2 separate regions of the Gossypium hirsutum genome follow, and region 1 is linked to region 2. The links are chromatin contacts, called in public Hi-C maps. All regions are on one chromosome and are shown on one strand. Each heading gives the region's core, a stretch centred on a gene start, on an enhancer-like site or on the middle of the called end of the contact. The rest is flanking DNA. Distances are from core to core; before and after follow the strand shown.

Evidence for each region. A called contact is a pair of places that touch in the nucleus more often than the background predicts.
Region 1: a Hi-C map of leaf shows a contact between it and region 2, with 1.9 times the contacts expected there. The contact joins the promoter of LOC107914260 here to the promoter of LOC107914255 in region 2. A contact is called at or near these places in 2 of 34 Hi-C or Micro-C datasets (hypocotyl and leaf).

The regions. Positions count from the first base shown.
Region 1 is chrD10:11,714,112-11,720,283 of Gossypium_hirsutum_v2.1, reverse strand. LOC107914260 reads left to right here and starts at 3,873. Exons shown (of 11, transcript XR_005919677.1): 1 at 3,873-4,298; 2 at 4,883-5,280; 3 at 5,388-5,418; 4 at 5,540-5,613; 5 at 5,719-5,888.
Region 2 is chrD10:11,567,059-11,572,690 of Gossypium_hirsutum_v2.1, reverse strand. LOC107914255 (phosphoinositide phosphatase SAC6) reads left to right here and starts at 2,612. Exons shown (of 20, transcript XM_016843116.2): 1 at 2,612-3,307; 2 at 3,397-3,480; 3 at 3,780-3,907; 4 at 3,994-4,085; 5 at 4,451-4,508; 6 at 4,733-4,789; 7 at 4,894-4,927; 8 at 5,060-5,140; 9 at 5,539-5,632. The coding sequence starts at 3,157.

The DNA of each region.
Region 1 (6,172 bases), core at 2,624-5,123, 150 kb before region 2:
CTGGGTTCCCGTCCACCGACAATCCCAATTGCAGATTGACATCTTCCAAAGTGATAGTGCACTCTCCACATGGAAGATGGAATGTGTGTGTCTCGGGTCTCCACCTCTCAATCAACGCACTGATAAGTTTCGGGTCCAACTTGCATCCCCGACCTACCGTTGCCACGTGCCAAAAACCCACTTCCCGCAGGTAATTCTCTACCAACGGTGATGGAGGACCATGCATATTACGGATATATAGCATTCCAATATCTGATCTACAAACTTTTATAACAAATAATAAATTAATAATTATTTAAAAATGCATAAATAAAAAAATCTTAAATAATATTTAAAAAATAAATTTAACACTTACCATTTTCATTTGTTCGACGGATATGTGCTTGTTATCAAGACGAATCAAATCTCCGGCCATTGCTAAATTCATACAAATTTTTACGATTTAAAAAAAATTAAAAAAATTAGAATTTTTTTAAAAATAATTAAAAAATAAATATTTAAGAGAAATTTGAGAGCAAATTGAGAGCAAATTGAGATTAAATAGGGATTTGAGAGAAATTTGGAAGGAAATTGAGAGCAAATTGAGAGGAAATTGAGATGTTGTCAAGAGAATAATAGAGAAATGATTAATTTGTGAAAAAAATGAAAGGTGGGGGGTTTTGAGAGGAAATTGAGATGTTGTCAAGAGAATAATAGAGAAATGATTAATTTGTGAAAAAAATGAAAGGTGGGGGGTTTTTTATAGTTTTTCTTTTACCGTTGGGGAGTTCACCAACGGTCAAAAATAGCCATTGCACTGTTCACGTGCGGGGAAAACAAGTCCCCAGGGACGCACTGACGTGGCAGGAAAACGCGTCCACGTCAGCGCGCTTTCTGTCCACATGGACAAAGCGTGCCCTTGAGGACGCGTTTTGTTGCCACGTCAGCAGATAGCGCGTAGACGTGGACGCGTTTTCTCGGTATGGGCCCATTCCGGGAAATAATTATTTGTTGGGCCCATTTTGGTAAATTTTTAAAAAATAGGGCTTTTTTTGTAATTTGCCCCAGAACTTCTACAAAATTATAAATATTTTTAGATGTATAATTATCACAATTTGTATTTTACTTCAACTTTTTTAACTAATAATTCTAAATTAAATATTATATTTATTTTTAAATATAAATTTAGTGATATGATAAAAAAAACATTCTCATCAGTTCAAAAAAAATTTCAAACTCGTGCTTTTTATATAGATTATAGGTTCTATTTTTATTGAAAAAAAAACTAAATAAATACGTAATAGAAGTAAATTCTCAAAGTAGTAAATCAAATTATGCACTTGAACTCTTCATTAAACTAATATAATTAATAGCAAATGTAAAATTTAATTGCATCAATTAAGCCTAGTTAGTTAAGTGAACGAAAATGTAGATATATTCTTATCTTAAACACGAACTGACTTATTTTAGGTCTTAAGTCCCTCAAGATAAATTAAGATTACTAAATTGGTGCCACTGTGATTCCATGTAAATAAAGTATATAATGATAAATTAGAATAAAAAAGGTGATGGAAAACCAAAGAAAATAAGAGGTTTTACTCTTTTTGTACAGTTTCATTGTCCATTTATTCCTTGAAAAGGAATGTTGCACACACGCATTTCAATCCCAATTACCTACAACCAAACCATAAAAATACTAACACCAAACCTCATTTAATCCATATTATGATAAATTTATCAATTTTATTACTTTTGGTATTAACAAGAGGGTTTAGTAGATTTGAATCCAGTTTTTTTTTAATCATTTTTATCTAAAAATATTTTTAAAGCTTTTAATATTAAATTGATAGATTTTGTAAATGTTGAAGGTTAATTTTATTGAATTTTTTAAAATTTAAATAAAAATTTTTATAAACATTGATTTTTTAAAACTTTAATATCAAATTGAGGGTTAAATTTATTATTAGGCTAATAAATAAAAGTCAAGTCAATTTTCTCTGACAATTAATGGAAGAGTGATTAAAATATTTAATTTTGAAAAATTAATTGTTGGATGCTTAAAATAAAACCAAAAGCATAGTGAAGTGACTATTTTTATAGTTTACCAAATTTTATTTCCCACCCAAAGGCATGAAAATTGGGATGAAGAACTTGTTTAAACTGTAGTAATAATTTATAAATGATAATATTTCGCGTAATTGGGTTTTATGAGCGATGCCTTACTTTTTTTAAATAAATTTGTGTGTATTACACAAAGTGTGTAATTGTTGGATATGATTATTAGATATGACATAACTTTTAAATGCATTAAAAAATGGGTAAACTGCTAAAATTGTCACTTCTGTTTGTCTTAGGTTACATTTTAGTCACTTATGTTTGAAATGTTACGTTTTAGTCACTTACGTTATTGTGTTGTAACATTTTAGTCATTGAGTCGTTAATTATCGACAATGGTGTAATGGTAAGTTGTTGTGGCACATTAAATCATCATTTCAAATGAAAATTTTAGGTTAAATTCTACAATTGGTCCCTATATTTTTTCATTTTCAACAATTTAAAAATTTTCTTTTATATGTTCTTTTAACTTTTTTTTTCATTCTCTTATGCTTCTCCCTCTATTCCCCCCCTTTTTCATTTCTTTGAACATAGTTTTTCTATGCTTTCCATTTGTAACTAGTCCACAAGCTTGTCTCACTCGAAAAAAATTAAATTGTTCAAAAAAAACATAGAAAAACTACGTTGAAAGAAATGGAGAAGGGAGTAAAACAAAGGGAGAAACATAAGAGAATGGAAAAGAAAGAAAGTTAAAAAAAACATAAAAGAAAAAAATTAAATTGCTCTAAACGAAAAAATATGGGGACCGATTGTATAAATTAACTTAGAATTTTTGTTTGAAATAATGATTTAATGTGCCACATCAGTTTACTGTTACACCGTTAACAGAAACTAACGGCTCAGTGACTAAAATGTTACAACGTGATAACATAAGTGACTAAAACGTAACATTTCAAACATAAGTGACTAAAATGTAATTTGAGCAAAAAAAGTGACTATTTTGGTAGTTTACCCAGTAAAAAACTATTTTTTTAGAGATTTGCAGCGCTGGGTTTTTCGAAGATGAAGGTCGACAGTTAGTTTTGGAGATGCCTATCATTTTTACCTCCATTTGGTCTCCAAAGTTCCTTTCCTCTTGATCTGTCAGAGTGCATACGCAAGGATAATATGGGGCGCTGCCACGGAGAGATCTGATTGGGTTTTCATCGGAATTGAAGGAAGGTGCTGTTATTTGTTTTAATGGTGTCTGTTCGTTTGCTGGTTTTTTTCTTTGAAAAAGTTTGTTCATTTGTTTTGTTTTTGGTAATGGATTGAGACGTGGGATGTAGTGAAACATTTAACACCACCATTTTCTTTGATTTATAATGAAAATTTATTTTTTTAAAAAATTATTTGTTTAGATATTAATGTGAAGTAAGAATGGTTTAAAATAAAAAAAAAAGATTAGGGAGATAACTTGTCCTAGCTAACGAAACATGATTAATTCCTAAAAATAAGAACATTGAGATGATTATCTAGATTGATAATATATGGATTGAGCTTAAATTAAACTCATTCTAAATCTGTTTTAAAATTTATTTATCATTCTAAATATGTGTTTGACTAACGTGTATAACACCTCCATATATCAGTACTACTCACTGCCCTGATCTTGAAACAAGGTTGACGCTGAAGCCATAGTTTTTGAGTCGAGAATCTTGATAACCTTGCAATGCATGGTGATATTTGAGCCGAGAAAAGATGGGCCTGTACCCTGAAGCCTAAAGAAAGCCCACATAAGCAAGCACCTTACAACAATAGAGGCTTAATTTTAATCCCAAGTAAGAGTAGAAATTAGCCTGATGGCCCTCATCTCTCTCGGTCTTTAGGCCCTGCCTTGTCTGACGAAGAACTTTCTTTCACCACATTCTTTGATATTTGTTGCGCTCCATCGATCCCAACTCCCAAGACTTTCACAATTTGCAGCAATTTTCATTTTTCAAATTTCTACAGGGTGCCCCCGACCTCCCCTCTTACTTTCTCCTGCTTCCCAAGCAACAAGCTCTTATTATTCTTTTGATTTGTACATAAACAAACGATTAATAGGGGAGGGGAAGGAATGGGAGAAGGGAGAGAAGGAGACTGGGAGTGCAGTGGATGCAAGAACAGGAACTATGCCTTTAGATCCTTCTGTAACAGATGTAAGCAGCCTCGTCTTCTCGTTGACACCAAAACTCCTGCTGATTCCAAATGGCTTCCTCGTATTGGTGATTGGATCTGCACTGGTCAGTTTATACTTCTTTCTCTTTTCTTGGGCTTTTTTTCCTTATTATTTCCTCTTATTACTCATGTTGGTTGATTCAATTATTCAATTTAAGACTATACATCAAAAGTTGGGTTCTGGAGTTTATCTGTGTTATTAGCTTTGATAATAGTTGGAATTTCATTAGCTGAGATAGAACAAAGGGCTTGTCAAAATTCCATATTTCCTTTGCCTAATTAAAGATTTACGATGGGTTGTCTTTAAACAATGACTTGGGGAGAGTTTTATTGAACTTTTTTCTGCTTTACTTATGTTAATTCGTGGTAAAACAGCTGGTTTTATGGTAATTGTTGACAGAGTTGCCATTTCGAAAGCATAACTTTTGGCTGTTGTATGTTTATGAATGTAACATGTTAAATGAAATATAGTGATATGTGCTTTGCGAAGTTGAGGTTAGGAAATCAGTATCAATTAGGTTGAGTGGTTTGTGTTTTTTGTATGTTTACTTTGGTATGGGATGAACTGGTTGGTGTGCGTGTGCTTGGCTTCCTTGTCCTCTTCGTGGCTGCATTGTGGGTTGGGGTGTGTGTGGCAATGGATCAATAGCTTGCACTAACAACAATTATGCATCAAGAGAGAAGTGCAAAAAGTGCGGGCAACCAAAGGAGATTGCAGCAATGCCAGCAATTGCAATGCCTGGAGCTTCTCTCCCAACCTATTCACATTATTTTGCAAGGGCCCTAGGAGCACTGGAGCAAAAGATGAATGTTGGATTTGTAGGCAGTGGTGCTCCCCAACAGTTCCTTCCTTTGAGTTCCAATTGGTCTGTGGGAGGGGCTGATAATTGTGGACTTCAGTCAGCACCAACATGGCCTGTTGCTGGAAACCAATCTCCTGGGGCATATGCAAATCCTGGTAATCAGCCCCTTTCTGTTCCAAAGGGATGGCGAAATGGTGACTGGATTTGCAACTGTGGCTTCCATAATTACTCTTCACGTTCACAGGTCTTATCTTGCTGCCTAAACTGGATTCAGCTTTCTTCTTTTTACTCATTACGAATTCTACAAAATATTCCATGTTATTTTTCTGATCCAATCGGCTGTTTTTGCAGTGCAAAAATTGCAATGCATCCATACCACCAGGTACATTCATTTGCTTTGTTTTGCTTTTAATGCTTATATTCTGATATGATGGTTTTTTTTTTTGTACTACTAGTAACTTAGTCTTTGCCTCTTTCTCATTTTCCTTTTTTGGGTTATATAGCACTTGGAACTAAGCGATTAGCATCTGAAGAATTTGTACATGATTGGGATCATAAAAGATTAAATTTAGGAAATGTAAGTAATCAGTTCTGTTGTGGTATTTATAATTATTGTTATTTTCCAGCAGGGTTTTAATTTTTTAACTACTGAACTACTGTGTCCCCTTTTTTGGGTTTTCAGGGCAAGGACGAACAACTGTATCCTGGATTTGACCAAATGGTAGGAGCCACCAGTGACCCAAAACCTGGAGCATATCCTTCCTATCCCAGTATAAATCCTGCTGTGGCTTCAAATTGGCCAGCACCCATTCCGTTTCCTCCTCAAGCTGCAACAACTCTTCTTGGAAAAGGGTAATTTTTTATTATGTTGACCCCTTATTACATGCTTGTTGTATATCTTGGACAAAGTGATTCATTTCATGAGTTAGATGATACTTAACTCCTTTGTCAACATATGGCAATGATATTTTTTTCCAGTCCCTTAATCTTGTTAGATATTGTAAATGATTTTTAGCTACTGGAACTGGTCCTGAAATCGGTGTTGTTTGCTTCTAGATTGCTATTTAAAGTTCTCTTGCCTCTTATTGGTTGTAGGCTTGAATGTAGTATCCAATCAGGTTTATCTTCCGTTTTTT
Region 2 (5,632 bases), core at 1,363-3,862:
TTCAAAAAAAATTGCATTTTAAGTCAATTTTTGTGATATTTAGGGAAGTAGGTTTATTTTGGAGAGAGAGTATTAAAACGCATTAAGCTAAAAAGTGTTTTTTGCACAGTTGACAGGAAAATGTGCCTAATCGGGCGCATTTTCCCTTTAAGACGCATTTTTTTAAAATTTTTTTAGTATTGTTAGTTCCTTCGATTATATGGCTAAATGTTAGTTGTTTTATTTTTTAGTCTCGGGTTTGATTCCTCTCTTACTCACATTTGTATTTTTTATTTCATGTTGTTCTAAACTTTTTTTTTTATTTTTAATTAATATTTTCAACATATTAACTTATTTGGTTAAATGGTTTAATAATAATGATTTCATTCTTAAGTCTTAGGTTCAATTCAATTCATCTTCTAAACACATTTGTAATTATATTTGAAATAATTATTTCATTTTATAATATTAGAAATCATCATACCCACAATATACAGGGAGAAAATAAATCTTATATATAAATAAAGATATAACAACAAAATTAGTTGATTTTTATTATATAATTACATATTTATTATTTTATTTTATAATTAAAAATAAAAAAAAGCTTTAAACATGATGAAATAAAAATTACAAATGTGCTTAGAAGAGGAATTGAACCTAGAATTTTAAAATGAAATCATTTAACCCAATGAGCTAATGTATTAAAAATATTAATTAAAAATAAAAAAGCCTAGAACAACATGAAATAAAAAATACAAATGTGAGTAGGAAATGAATCAAACTCAAAATTAAAAAACAAAATCTCTAACATTTAAGCATCGAACAATTTATTTTGTTAAAATAAATCAGAAAATACATCTTAAAGGGAAAACGTGCATGCTTTCCTGCCAACCATGCAGAAAACACTTCCAACTGGATGTATTTTTACAAACTCTCTCCAAAATCGATCTATTTCTCTAAAATTACAGAAATCGACCTAAAATGCAAAATATGACATATATATAACCAATTTAGCCCATCTATACAGTATAAAACCGACCAACGACGGATTTCGAACGGGACATCTAATTTGTAAGAATACTATCAAAATTTTAAATTGAATTTCAACTTTTACAAAATAAAATCAGAATTTTTAAAATTCCTTAATTTTAGATGACTTTAAATCCTCTTAAATTTCTATTCCAGAAGTGTTATTATAAAATAATAATAATTATGTAAAGAATGAGAATAAGAAGGATTTTTATTACATTTCTCTTATTTTCTATTATATATATTCATATACATTAGATTTTTTATTTTATAATACATAAATAGGAAAGGGACTATAAGAAATGAAAGGTTGAATATCCACTTATTAGCATGCATAACATAGATGTTTTTTTTATAATATTAAAAATTCTTACATTTTGGGGAAAAGAACATTTATTATTTTTTGAAAAAGAAACATTTATTATATAACTTTAGGTTATAACTATTTTTTGCAATTATTTTTTTATATTATTAGTGACATGACTATATTTTTAGGGTAAATTATATCTAAAGTCACTAAATTATTAGTAAGTTTATATTCTAATAAGTCAACTTAAAAAAAATAGAAAATAGTTACTAAGCTATTCGAAAATTCTAATTTCAGTCACTGGATATTAAAATCGTTGTTGTATGATATTTTATGTTCATATCACTTGTACCAATCAAAAGCTCTCATTCCCCCCCCTTTTTTTACAATTTAATTTTTTTTATGAAACAACTTTGACTATCATGAATCTACAAACTAAAATTCAAACAGTTTTCTTCTTCGATCTTCGGTTCTGGCCATCAAATCGACTTAGACCTAAGGTATATTATTCTACTTTTTAATAGGTATTGATCTATTGTACTGGTTATCGAATCGTCACTTGGAGCTTGCTAGTCAAATTATTATTTTTAACTTAACAGCTCCGTGACTTAAATAAAAACTTTTGGATAGTTTAGTGGACTTAAATGAAAACATTTAAATAGGTAAGTGACAACTTTGTAACCTTTTGAAGTTGAATGACCAAAATGTAAACTTACTAATAGTTTAGTGACTTTGGGTATAATTTATCCATATTTTAATAAATACAATAATATGACAGATTACATAATTTTTTATTGGTCAAAGTCTACCAAGAGTCTCTATTATGTAAAGTTTCTTTTAGTTCTTCTACTAAAAATGCATCAAATTAGTTTTTATATATTAAAATTTATCCAAAAATCTTGACTTCCTTATAATTTATTGTTAAATTACTAAAAATTTAAACAAAATATATCACTAACAATTGATTTACCCATAATTTGACATGATCCATAAAAAAACCCAACCATCGTGTTCGAATTTTGTTCAGTCACGTAATAGTTCAAAAACACATTAACTTTTTAAGGGATGGTTGGATTTTTTTTTATGGGTAGAATTTGATCATGAATAAATAAGTTGGATATGATATATTTTATCTAAATTATGATTAATTTAACAATAAATTATAATAATTAATAATTTAAATAAAAGTTTAATGTATAGTGACTAAAATAATAGTATAGGCTGGGGGCAGACTTTTGACCTATTTTTAATATTATTATTTCCCTTTTTTTCACCAAAAAAAATATCATTTGAAAATCGGCAACTGGTCAACTCCAAACAAAGGCGGGCATAGAATTCTAGATAGAAGATTTGCGTGTCTGGAGCTCTACCATCTTCTCCTTAGCAGCCCTTTTTGAAAAACTCAGTCTCCAGCTCTGAATTTGATGATAGAATTGGAGGGAAAGAGATAATGTTACCAGTTGAGCCATGTCAATCTCAGTGTCCTGCCCACCTCACCACCATCTATCAGCTGATATAGTTAAACTGTAGGCCGAGGGTTGACTTGTTGAGCATACTCGCCGTCCCTCCCTCCCTCCTCCGCCTATCTTTTATTTGCCACAACCGCAAAATCCTATCCAACAACAACATTCATCGCTGCATCACTTCAACTCTTGCCTTTACTCCTCTTTTCCTTTTCCTAATCTCTGTTGTCTCTTTGGCTGCCTGCAATAGCCAATTTTTACTATTCCTTTTCTCCCTTCACCTTCGTCCAATTCTACCTACTTGGATACTTGGCAAATTTGATTCCTTTTTTGTTTTACTTTTATGATTTTTTTTTGTGAAATATAACTCCAATAATGAAGGAGAAGGCTGAGCCAGTCCAAAAGCTATATACAAGGATGCGGTTATGGGAATTCCCTGATGAATATGTGATCGAACCCACCGATGGCTCTTCTGCTTCCTCCTCCCTTTCGATTAGTCTTGTTGATGCCTCAATGAAGCTCATTGGTGGGTTGTTTTTATCTTGTCTATCATTCTATGCCTCCCTTTTCAATATTTGCTTGCTGATTTACTGGACCTATTTATCTCTTTTTTAGATAGTATTCCAGAATGCAGCTCTTTCCGTGTTCCTAAGATTCAAATGATTTTTGGAGTAGTTGGAATGCTAAAACTTGTAGCGGGTATGATAAATTTCTGATTTTCCTTTATTCTCTGTTCAGTTGGTTAATTCAGACAAATGGTTGTAGCTTTTGTTCATCTTGATAATTTCTTAAGGCAGTTTCATGAAATGAAAAAAAAAAAAACCGGGACCTAATTGATCAGTGAAACTGTAGTGCCTGATTAGAGCAGTTTTGGCATACGGATCTAGAATATCAAATGGAGTTGAAATTAGTTTTCTTTTCTTTTTCTTTGTATTCTCTTGTCTGAATTGGCCCTGTGGTTTCTCCTATAATTTTAAAGTGTTAAATTTTATGTTTAGGGTCTTATTTATTTGTTATAACTGAGAGAAAATGTGTTGGATCTTACTTGGGGCATCCCATCTTCAAAGTTATATCCTTGAAGGTTCTTCCCTGTGTTCATTCTGTTAAAAACTCTACTCCGGAACAGGTATATTGGCTGTTTCCTCACTTTTTCTTCTAGAAAGCTGATTATTAATTGTTTAACACAAGAATCTTTTATACCAACTTCGGCAGAAAAAGGTGGAGAATGAATTTTCTCGGCTGCTAAAAGTTGCAGAGAGGACTACTGGACTCTATTTCTCTTATGACACCAATTTAACACTGAGGTGAACTGTTGTATCAAATTAGACCTCTGTATATATGCATAGTTAGAACAAATTTCTTTCTAAAAAAGAATACATCTCAGCCGAAACAGATTTTCTGTGCACAACTGCTTTTTGAGTAATGTCTTCTCAATGCAAAACTTCCATCCAAAGCAGTTTACTTAAAGTCTCCACAGTCCACACTACCAAATCAGCCTTGTATTTGTACTGATAATTGCTAAGTATAAGTTTATAGGCCTTCAGGAGATATTAACAATTACACACACACACACACACCCCTTTTTCATTTTGCAAATCTTTTTTTTATATTCACTTTGAATATTCTATTTAAGTTGAAAGTAAGGGTTATATGATTTGGTGCACTACAGTACTCAGCGATTATATGATCTGGGAAATGAGTCCAAAATGCTTCCTCTATGGAGACAGGTAAATGGTTCATTTTTAAAGTAATTGATACAAATATTGCTCCCCTTATTTTCTAATTGTAAGATTATTAGATGATCTGCCACTGATCTCAAACAGCTTTGCTTTTATGGTAGCCTCTAGAAGTGCAGTGTTAAATTTTCATTGATATTTCCATTTAATTCTTCATTGCCACTAAGTCACTAAGTAAAGGGACTTTTCCTTGTCCCCCAAAATGTTTGCCACAGGCAGAACCTAGATTTCTTTGGAACAGTTATATGTTGGAAGCACTTATAGACAAGAAGGTTAGTCTTCTTTCTGAGTAGCTTTCCAATTTCATGCAGCAGTATTCTGTCATTTAAGTCTGTACTTGCTAACTACCCTTTTTTTTTTGGTTCTGTGGCTGCAGCTTGATCCCTATTTGCTTCCAGTTGTCCAAGGGAGTATCCTGTATGGAACTATCAATTCCAGCATTTTGTGGCATGAGAAGTTCTTATCTCATTTTTTAACTAATTCATTATTGTTGTTGACTTCTCGGTCTTTCAATTTGAAGCATTTCCTTAACTGCTAATCAGGCTTTCATAATTTCCAAGCAACTATTGGAAAACAAATTGTAGATGTTACACTGATTGCTAGGAGATGTACAAGGAGAAACGGTACTCAAAGCTGGAAATGACTTTTCAATGTCTTTTAGCTTTCTTCATATACCTTCTAAAACTACATTTTTCTTGAGAAATAAGGTCTTTTGCTATAACTTTTAAATATCGTTTCTGGTAAGAGGGGAACAGGTCCAGTTTTTGAATGATATGCAAAACAATGAAATTCTAGGGCAGATTCTCCTTCTCTTACAAACATTTCTTCTGTGTCATTCTTTTATTGGTTAACTTTCATCGTTTATAGGAAGCATTAACTAGCAGGATTGTCCATGCACTTTGAGCTTGGTGGAAAAAGGAAATAAATAGTTTTCAAATGCAAGTGCATCTTCTTAATTAAAAAAATTTTGGCCTTGTATAGACATGCTAGTCTTACTGTTACTACTTGTATCCTTTAAAAGGAACCCGGATGTGGAGAAGAGGAGCTGATTCTGAGGGGCACGTTGCAAATTTTGTGGAAACTGAGCAAATTATTCAGATTAATGGGTTTACTTC